Linked DNA regions of Mus musculus: region 1 is linked to region 2. The links are chromatin contacts, called in public Hi-C maps. All regions are on one chromosome and are shown on one strand. The core of a region is the stretch at or near the end of the contact, and the rest is flanking DNA. Distances in the headings are between cores, read along the strand shown. Region 1 overlaps Gng2 (guanine nucleotide binding protein (G protein), gamma 2). Region 2 holds the start of D14Ertd670e (DNA segment, Chr 14, ERATO Doi 670, expressed).

Region 1 (4,415 bases), core at 1,519-4,018, 89 kb after region 2:
CACTTCTGAAGGCCTCCGTTGCCCCACCCCACCATCCTGCAGCTGTCTCTCTCCTGCAGCAGCTTCAACCAACTCAAAGCCTGTTCTCCCAGAATATGTTCTGTTGGATCTACTTCTCTTTCCCCCAGAATTATTTCAGAGGAGAAAGTTTCCCACTTGTGGATAATCTCATACTGGTAGAGTGAAATATGAACTAACTCAGCATTAAACAGGTTCTCCTGGGAGGCCAGCATGCAGGGCAGCCTTTCCCGGTTGTCTTTGGAGGGTCCTACTCTGGTAACTCTTCCATCTGTCTTTGGAGGGCACAGGATGGCTGGGTTTTAGCACCCACTCTGTTTCAGTGTTTTCTTCTGGCTAAATGATAAGAGTTCTAAAATACGGTTTTCTCCCTAAATTAGCCCTGTTTAGAGAATATCAGCTGTTACTGATACCAAGACATTTTATGCAAAAGAAAATAACTTAGGGAGACCAGGGGCTGGATTTCATTCATTCACCCCATTAATGCTGTTCAGGAAAGATGAAGAAAAACACATAGGCTCCTATTCTCAAGGGCAAAGCTCTTGAGAAAAACACATAGGCTCCTATTCTCAAGGGCAAAACTACTACAGTAGTCCTATGGTATTGTCCTTCAAACGCCTCCCCCTCTAAAAAAAGACCCACCATAGGTTTATCTTTCAAGAAACCTTATGAGCTGTTGTATACCTCCACAGTGTCCCAACCCTCCCCCTCCCCTTCCCCCTTCCCTTCCCCCTCCCCCTCCCCTTCCCCCTCCCCCTCCCCGGGAACTGCTGCTGGTTGAGGCATCTGTGGTGTTCCCTGCATCCCTTAACTCCCCTTGCAGGGGAAAGTGTCCCTTCCAGGCTGAGGACACACTCTTTGAGAGCACTTGTTTAGAGTGATGACATTTTTTTTCCATGAAGTACTTTAGGGAGGGCAGTGAGAGAGCACTAGGGAGTGAGTGTATTCAGAATTCATTATATACCACATATGAATTTGCCAAAGAATAAACGTATGTAATCTAAAAAAGCATTTGAGAGACACACCACTTTTCTGTTAAGGAGAAAAGGGGTGAACGCACACACACTCACAGTAGTTTGTTTGCCCAGTACCTTCAGTTTGCCTCGGGCTAGCTTCCTGCCTCTAATCTAAGTTCCCCCTGTACCCCTCGGCAGGCCAGCTTCTGAGCTCACTTACGCTTCTGTTCTCTAACTTGGGGCAGAACAGTGTACAAAGGAGAAAAGACACTGTTGAGGTCTGCCCTGGTTACTACACTCAGACACATTCTTTCCTGAATAAAGGTGCAAACTGTTGAGTGGAATTTCATGTCCACTGATGTTCGTCGGGCACTGGTGGCGCATGCCTTTAATCCCAGCGCTTGGGAGGCAGAGGCAGGCGAATTTCTGAGTTCGAGGCCAGCCTGGTCTACAGAGTTAATTCCAGGACAGCCAGGGCTACACAGAGAAACCCTGTAATGAAAATATAAAACAAACCAAAAAACAAACAAACAAACAAAAAACCAAACATTGATGTTCTTATTCAGAAGGATCTTAGTTGACTGTACTAAGTGTTTGCTCTTCCTTGAAAATAGTGTCCTTATATGCATTCCCCCTCTCTCCCTCTAGCTCTATGTGTGTTTGTTTCTGTCTGTCTCTGTGTGTGTTTCTTTTGTAGGGATATACATGTGTATGCAGGTACACACACATGCACACACACAACACACACAAATATGTATGTGTAGAAGACAGGGATAAACTTTGGGTGTCGTTCATTCCTTGGACACCTTGCTATTTGAGACAGGGTCTCTCATTGGCCTGGAATTCTCCAGTCAGGCCACAGTGGCTGGCGTTTCTCCAGCTCACCAGCACCAGGAATGTAAGTGCACACCACCCGCCTGGCTTATTCACAGGGGGTCTGGGGGGTCAATCTCAGATCCTTGTGCTTGCAGGGCACTTTACCAGCTGAGCCATCTCTGGACCCTTACTGTAAGATAATAAGTAATAAGGAGAAGGGGAAAGTGCAGAACACAGATGAGCAAGTGGCCATTGATTCTTAATAGCAGTGGTGGTTTGCATGAAAAAAGGACTAGGACAGGTGCCCTTCCTTGTTGGAGGAAGTGTGTCACTGGGGGGTGGGGGGAAGGGGGTTGAGTTGGGGTTTTAAAACTCCAAGCCAGAGCTAATCTGACTTCTCTCTCTCTCTCTCTCTCTCTCTCTCTCTCTCTCTCTCTCTCTTTCCACCTCCTGCTGCCTTTGGATCTGGATGTACAACTCTTAGCTCCTTCTCCAGTACCATGTCTGCCCATGTGCCTCCATGTTCCCTGCTGTGCTGATAGTGGACTAAACCTCTGAACTAAAGCCCTAATTAAATACTTTCCTTTATAAGAGTTACCACGGTGTCTCTTCACAGCAATGGAACACTGAGTAAGATGAGAGCCAGGTCACAATGGTGAGCACCTCAGGTGCTCTAGTTATCTGACAAATGACTGAAGTGAAAGCAGTCTCCTATGTGGAAAGAAAAGCCTTGAAGGTAAACAAGAGCGTCATCATGAAGCAGCAGGCTCTTGGTTCTTCCTGATGGCACTGTGGGTGACTGCTGGCCAAAGGGCAAGGACAAGAAGTGTCTTGCTCCTTCCCCTCTCTCCCATGATAACTGAGAGACTCAACACATCCTGTTATCTGGTTTCTCTCAGAGCTACCAATAGGAGGCTGGTAGGCAGCAGGGCCAGTTTATCTCACATGACACTTAACACACTCTTCTGCCAACATCTGAGAAAACACAAGGGCCAGTCATGAGCCACCGGATCCACCAGAGCAGGGTTGCTGAGGCGATCCCGAGCCTGCCTTAATTAGGCATTTCACTTACAAATGAACGGATTAATTCGAGAGTCTCACTTGAAGTATCTTATTCCTGTGGTTTCTTTGAAGCTTTATGGAGATTTAAAACAACTACAACAAAAGCCACAGACATCACTCTCTAAGCAGATGTTGTTATTTGGGACATAACAGTAAACATGGAAATGACAGGTCTTTCATATGTCCTGGGCACCCTCAAAACAGAGGATCCCTTGGGAAGACTCAGAGGAGACCAGTGAATGCAGGGACAGGGGCCTAATGGCGGGGCTTCTTCCTCTGCATTAGACTGTGGAGGTCGCCTAAGACGGCGGTCCTCTTCCAGCCAGCTTTGATCTGATTTGTCCAGCTTATGTTCCCAAATGACCCCTATCTAGTCACCTCCAGCTATATTAGACTGGTGACAGGGGATGGAAATGTAAGTCAGTGGGCAGGACCCTTGCCTAGCATGTGCCAGGCCCAGGGCCCCATTCCCACCACCACAAGAAAACAAAAATGGAGACGGACATAACCCTGAGCACAAACTGGGCTACTGCAGTCTCCAAACTCAGAGGCTGACTGGAACCTAAGTGCCATCTGTAGTGACAATTTTGGAATTTTGGGTTCTTCTAAAAACACAGAAATAGTATAAGAATAAACTGTTGTTTTAATCTCAGGTGTGGGATGTGGGGCTGCTTCAGACTGTCCACAGCAGCTGACTATGATTTGCCTCCTGCTCTAGCAGGGGCATGATTTTGCCAGGTGGTGATAGTTTCTGTGATTGTATGATATTTGGAATTCTGGGGGCTTTTCAGAGGGTATATAAATTCCAGAGAGGTGTGGTGGATTGTTATTGGTCGTGGTTCATTAAGTAGTCATAAGAAAGAAGAAATCCGATATCCTGCCAGTGACAATCAAACTTGCTCCAAGGACCTCAATGACCCTAATCAGCAGGAGGAAATACTGACAATAACATTGCTCTCCTCTGACACCTGACTTTATTCAAGGATCTTTTTCCTCTAACTTCTATCCTTGTTTTCTTTCCTATCTAGTGTTAGGGGGTTGAAAGGGTGGAAGAAAAGGGGTAGGAAAAGATGGAAGAAAGAAGAACCCACAAAGTAGCCTAATCCAGCTACAACTATTTGTAAAAGTATATTGAAAAAAAAAAAAAGCAAACTTTCACAGGTGGTGCACACCTGTAATCCTACCATGCAGGAGGTGTACACCTGTAATCCCACCATGCAGGAGGTGCTCACCTGTTATCCTACCATGCAGGAGGTGCACACCTGTAATCCCACCATTCAGGTGGTGGAGGCAGGAGAATGGAGAAGTACAGAGTCAGCCTCGGCCACATAGCAAGTTTAAGGTTCACTCAGGTTATTTTGGATTCCGTGTTAAAGAAATGAAGATCATGAGGGAAGCAAACAAGCAAACAAAACCCCTTGAACTTTACCAGGACCACAGGGAAGCCCTAGGTCACCACACACTGCTGAGAATGACTGCCCATGGATCCTGCCCCCTGGGCAGTACCTCTGGCCTCTGATGAGACTCTGCAATCTCAGAAGAAAGAGCCTAGGCTGGCAAGTC
Region 2 (4,551 bases), core at 1,302-3,801:
ATCCCCCAATCCTCCCCACTTCCCTCTGTCTGGTGCCTAACACCTTGAGAACACTCCTCTTACCCTGAGAAGCTGTCCAAGCTTCTCAGAAAAGCCTGGACCCCATCCCACACTCTTAGCAAACCTGGTCTGCCCTTCCACTCTGTTAACTATTGTGAGCATTAGTTAATTAGGTACTTTCCCATTAAAGGCTAACCCCACTGACAGAAAGGAGCTTCCTTCCCAAGTTGCTTAAGTCATGGCTTTATCATAGCCACAGAAACGCTAAGTCGGTGTCTAAGGACTTCCAGGTCTGCGGCTCTCTCCACCCTTTGTATTATCTCATCTCATCTCAATATTGAGTAATAGAGGTAAGACATGTGGGACCACGCTACCAAACAGGCATAGGAACTGGTAAGGTTGAATGAGCTCAGACCTGGGGGAAGGGGACAGGGGTTGGGGAAACAGCTCCACGATTTGACAGCAGGAGCTGGAGCCATTCCCTCCCTGCCTGTCTCTGCACCTGCTCTGAAACTTGAAACCACACCTCACTGAGAGGACCATGGACACTCAGTCACGTAGTGTAACACCGGGAGTTCTTCTCCACACTAATGAGGCATCTAGACAGACTTAAGCCTTCAGCTAATGAGCTTCCCTTCCTGGGTATCCCTCCACCAAGGGCATTTAATCCCTGGTTCACCCTGTATAAAGTATTCACATCCACCATAAAAATAAAGCAATAAGAACAAGGAAGGATCATCTCAGAGAACTGCTTCATTATGGATCGCTGTGGGGAAGGCCTTTGACTAAAGAGCCATGCCTAAGACTCCCGAGGAAGGCTCTCTTCCCTCTAGGCCCTCACTCCCAATCAGGCCGTATTTTGCTCATCCCCCATCCGCCTGTCGGCGGGCTCCTTGAGGGAAGGTAGATGGTGAACTCCTGTTTTTGTTAATTGAGGCTTCCTTACTTTGTTTGTTTGTTTGTTTGTTTGGGGTTTTTTTTGTTTTGTTTTGTTTTGTTTTGTTTTGAGACAGGGTTTCTCTGTGTAGCCCTGGCTGTCCTGGAACTCACTCTGTAGACCAGGCTGGCCTCGAACTCAGAAATCCGCCTGCCTCTGCCTCCTGAGTGCTGGGATTAAAGGCGTGCGCCACCACGCCGGGCTTCCTTGCTTTTTATGGTATGTTTTGGAGAGGAAGCCAGGCCTCAGGTACTCTACCCCTCGGAGCTACAGCCCAATTATTTTTACCCTCACTTTATTTGCATATTTAACTAATATTACTAATTTGTATAGCTGAAAATTCCTATATTCACTTTTTTTTTTTTTTTAGTTTTGTTTTCTTTGTTTTTGAGACGGTTTCACTATGTATCTCTAGCTGGCCCATAGCTCTATACGTAGATCAGGCTGGCCTTGAACTTACAGAGAGTTGCCCACCTCTATCTCCCAAGTGTTTGGACTTAAAAGCATGCACCACCATACCTAGCTATGTTTACATTTTATCTACATGAATACTTAATATGTTTGTTTAATTTTCTCTCTTTTATTTACACCTACTGTACCTATATACCAAATAATAGTCTCAACATTCTGATTTTTATGCAGCTAATACTTTGCACAGAATCTGAAGATACATGCACAGCTGACATAAGATTCAGCTGTGTAACAACAGCTCTCAATCCTTTTGGCAACCCTCTAGCTCCAAAAAATATTTACATTATAGTTTGTAACAGTAGCAAAATTATAGTTATGGAGTAGCAGAGAAAATAACTTTATGGTACGAGATCATCACATTATGCAGAGCTGTATTAAAGAGTTGCATCATTGGGAAGGTTTAGAACCACTGGAGCTGGGCATGGTGGCCCATGCCTTTAATCCTGGCACTCAGGAGGCAGAGATAGGCAGATTTCTGAGTTCCAGGCCAGCCTGGTCTACAAAGTGAATTCCAGGACAGCCAGGGCTATACAGAGAAACCCTGTCTCGAAAAAACGAAACAAAAACAACGACAAAAACAAACAAACAAAAAAAAAATCCCAACCTCAAACAAAGAACAAAACAGCAAAAATAATTTTAGCCGGGCATGGTGGCGCACACCTTTAATCCCAGCACTTGGGAGGCAGAGCCAGGCGGATTTCTGAGTTGGAGGCCAGCCTGATCTACAAAGTGAGTTCCAGGACAGCCAGGGCTACACAGAGAAACCCTGTCTCGAAAAAACAAACAAAAGAAAAAACAAAAACAAAAAACAAAAAAAGGAAAGAGAGAGAGAGAGAGAGAGAGAGAGAGAGAGAGAGAGAGAGAGAGAGCCACTGGACAATGGTGTGAACCTTGTCCTTTGCAGGTGTCAGAAATCCATGGCACCTGGAACAGATGCCTCAGAACTGCCAGAAACCCATCAGACCACACATTTTCAAGCTGGATATAGTGATGTACCTCTGTAATCCCAGCACGCAGGAGGCTGAGGCAGGAGGATTGTAAGTTTAAGGTCAGCTTTGAGCAGCAAAACCCTGCCTGAAAAAATGAAGTGAAGAAGTACCCACTCCCCAGCCTCCACCACGCCTCAGACTTGTTAAATGAAACCTGGGCCACAGGCCTGAGAATGGCTACCACAAGCTGAGTGAGCTTCCCATTGAAATGACTAAGGTAACACTACCTGATTCCGTTGTGTGTGTGCTTAGACGGTTCTCAGCCCTTCCCACAAAGGCCACGTATCCCTTGGCAACACGTTTGAGATCTCCATGGCCTTGACTACGGTCCAGATGTGCTGAACAGAGTAATTGGCGAGTTATGTCTAAAATACCTATTAAGCTCTGCCAGGAGTGAATGTTTCAAGTTTACTCTGACGCTCATATAAATGTATCTGTGTGGTTTTGCCTTAAAAGCTCTGTATCCCTGAGCTCAGGCACCAAGAGACATTTTGAAGGGCTCAAGCCCCTCTTTGGTCTGGTTATTAATAAAAGGACTTAAAATTATTGTCTAAATCAGTATGGTTGTCAGTAAGTATCTCATGTGGATCATAAAATTGGAAGCCACACGAGATTTCCCACCCTCTGCTCCATGAGACTCAACCTCGCTCCTGGCCTTCCTCGTGCAGGAGGGGCTGCAGGGGAGGCTCCTTCGCTGAGCATTCCAGGACCCCACACCTCTCATTGAGTCCGGAGAGGTCCGGAGTTACTGCTGTGTTCCCAGCAAGGAATCCTTCTGTCACTGGTAGGAGGTGACTCTGTAGACTGAATTATGGGTGGTGAGCATGTGCCCCCATGGAAGCCTTCTGGATAAGAGAGATAGGCCCCGAAAAGGGGGTCTCTTCTGGGTAAGATGGATGGATATTTAAGGCCCTCATCCTGTTTTAGGAAGACAATATTCGACAGGAAACTCTTTCCTAGTCCCCCTTCTACACTAAATTGGAACGTAAAGAGTGGGGACTCTGAATCCTGGTTCAGTCTCTCATGTGAGGTCTGGTTTCAGTTTTGCTTGAATGAGTGACTGGCCAACTGTGTGGATTATTGAATGCATGAAAGGCAAGTCTGACCCAGAGAACTGACTGAACGTGTGACAGGCACGTTTGGGGTTTGTTTAATTGATTTCTTGATTTTGCTGTTGGTGTTTTTGTTTTGTCGGATCTGATCTGACCAACTGGTTAAAATTCTGCTGTTTTCCCGTATTCTGCCAACAGGTGGCACCCTCTGCCGATGTTAGCTCCTTGTTTTTTGATTTGTACCCCAGTGCTTCTCTTACCCGGGCCCTACAGTTGGGGGGTCTGTCCCCAGCCCTGGCCTTCTTCATGTGACAATGTCCCCCGGGACCTGGGTAGGCTGGATTCTCTGTGGGCTCTAGCGAGGGTGCGGGACGGAGCCCTTCACTCCTCTTGGCTCTAAGTGGAGCCTGGGCCTGGACAGTGGCCTTCGTGCACCGGTGCAGGGAGGGCTGCTCTCTTCACCTACTGCCCTGCCAGCTTCTAAGGCACCTTTGGCTTCCCAGCTTGAGGGCCCACCATACCCCATTCTGGATTCAAGTCCCAGCATCTGTTTTTCTGTCACATAAGACGCTTTTCCTTCCAGAGGCGGGTGGGGGTGGGGGTGGGGGGGAGTGGTTTAAAGAAGGGCATCACCCTTTCCTTGATCTCTATACTCCTTTCTCTACTTCAGATCTGCATAACTGGAAGACACAGAGTCCCTTTTTCTGATAAGCCCAAGCCCCCCACTCTCTTCTGGAATCTGTCCCATGCACCCGTTTCCCTACCTGGAATGTTTGTCAGTAATTCCTTCTGACCAGTTACTCCCAAAGGAAAAGGGATTCATGGGCATAGATCTGAATTGAGATAAAGGTTTTTTTTTGGGGGGGGGGGCTCAGCTGCTGGTATGAATGCTTTTAAAAAGCTACTCGATTTGAGGCAGTCTCTCCATCCAAATGGGACCCCAATACATATGCAGGTTCCCAGGCTGTGGACACTTGTCACCAGAATCTTATGACTGGAATTCAGGGTGCAGCTTGCCACCACTAATTTGTCTTAAACTACTGAGGCTCCTCCAGCCCCAGAAGAGTCTCCTGGGGCATTTCTTGAAGATTGGAAGAAACCT

Evidence for each region. A called contact is a pair of places that touch in the nucleus more often than the background predicts.
Region 1: a Hi-C map of differentiating embryonic stem cells shows a contact between it and region 2, with 2.1 times the contacts expected there. The contact joins the enhancer-like site here to the promoter of D14Ertd670e in region 2. A contact is called at or near these places in 2 of 15 datasets of contacts at CTCF or cohesin (CD8 T cells and large pre-B cells), 25 of 484 Hi-C or Micro-C datasets (CD4 T cells, CD8 T cells, Th17 cells and 10 more), 6 of 115 datasets of contacts at active chromatin or transcription factors (bone marrow-derived macrophages, embryonic stem cells, extraembryonic endoderm stem cells and 1 more) and 1 of 9 other capture datasets (embryonic stem cells).

Annotation. Positions count from the first base shown.
Region 1 is chr14:19,925,348-19,929,762 of GRCm38.p6, forward strand. The region is part of intron 2 of Gng2 (guanine nucleotide binding protein (G protein), gamma 2); the gene reads right to left. Among named protein-coding and RNA genes, the nearest start is that of Gng2, 50 kb to the right of the region's middle. Within about 2 kb of position 2,769, at least 31 of the 459 cell types and tissues checked have an H3K27ac peak or open chromatin away from gene starts, as enhancers often do. A contact at or near this core is called in differentiating embryonic stem cells, where this site is marked.
Region 2 is chr14:19,836,374-19,840,924 of GRCm38.p6, forward strand. It overlaps D14Ertd670e (DNA segment, Chr 14, ERATO Doi 670, expressed), which reads left to right and starts at 2,552. Exons shown (of 3, transcript NR_105025.1): 1 at 2,552-2,614.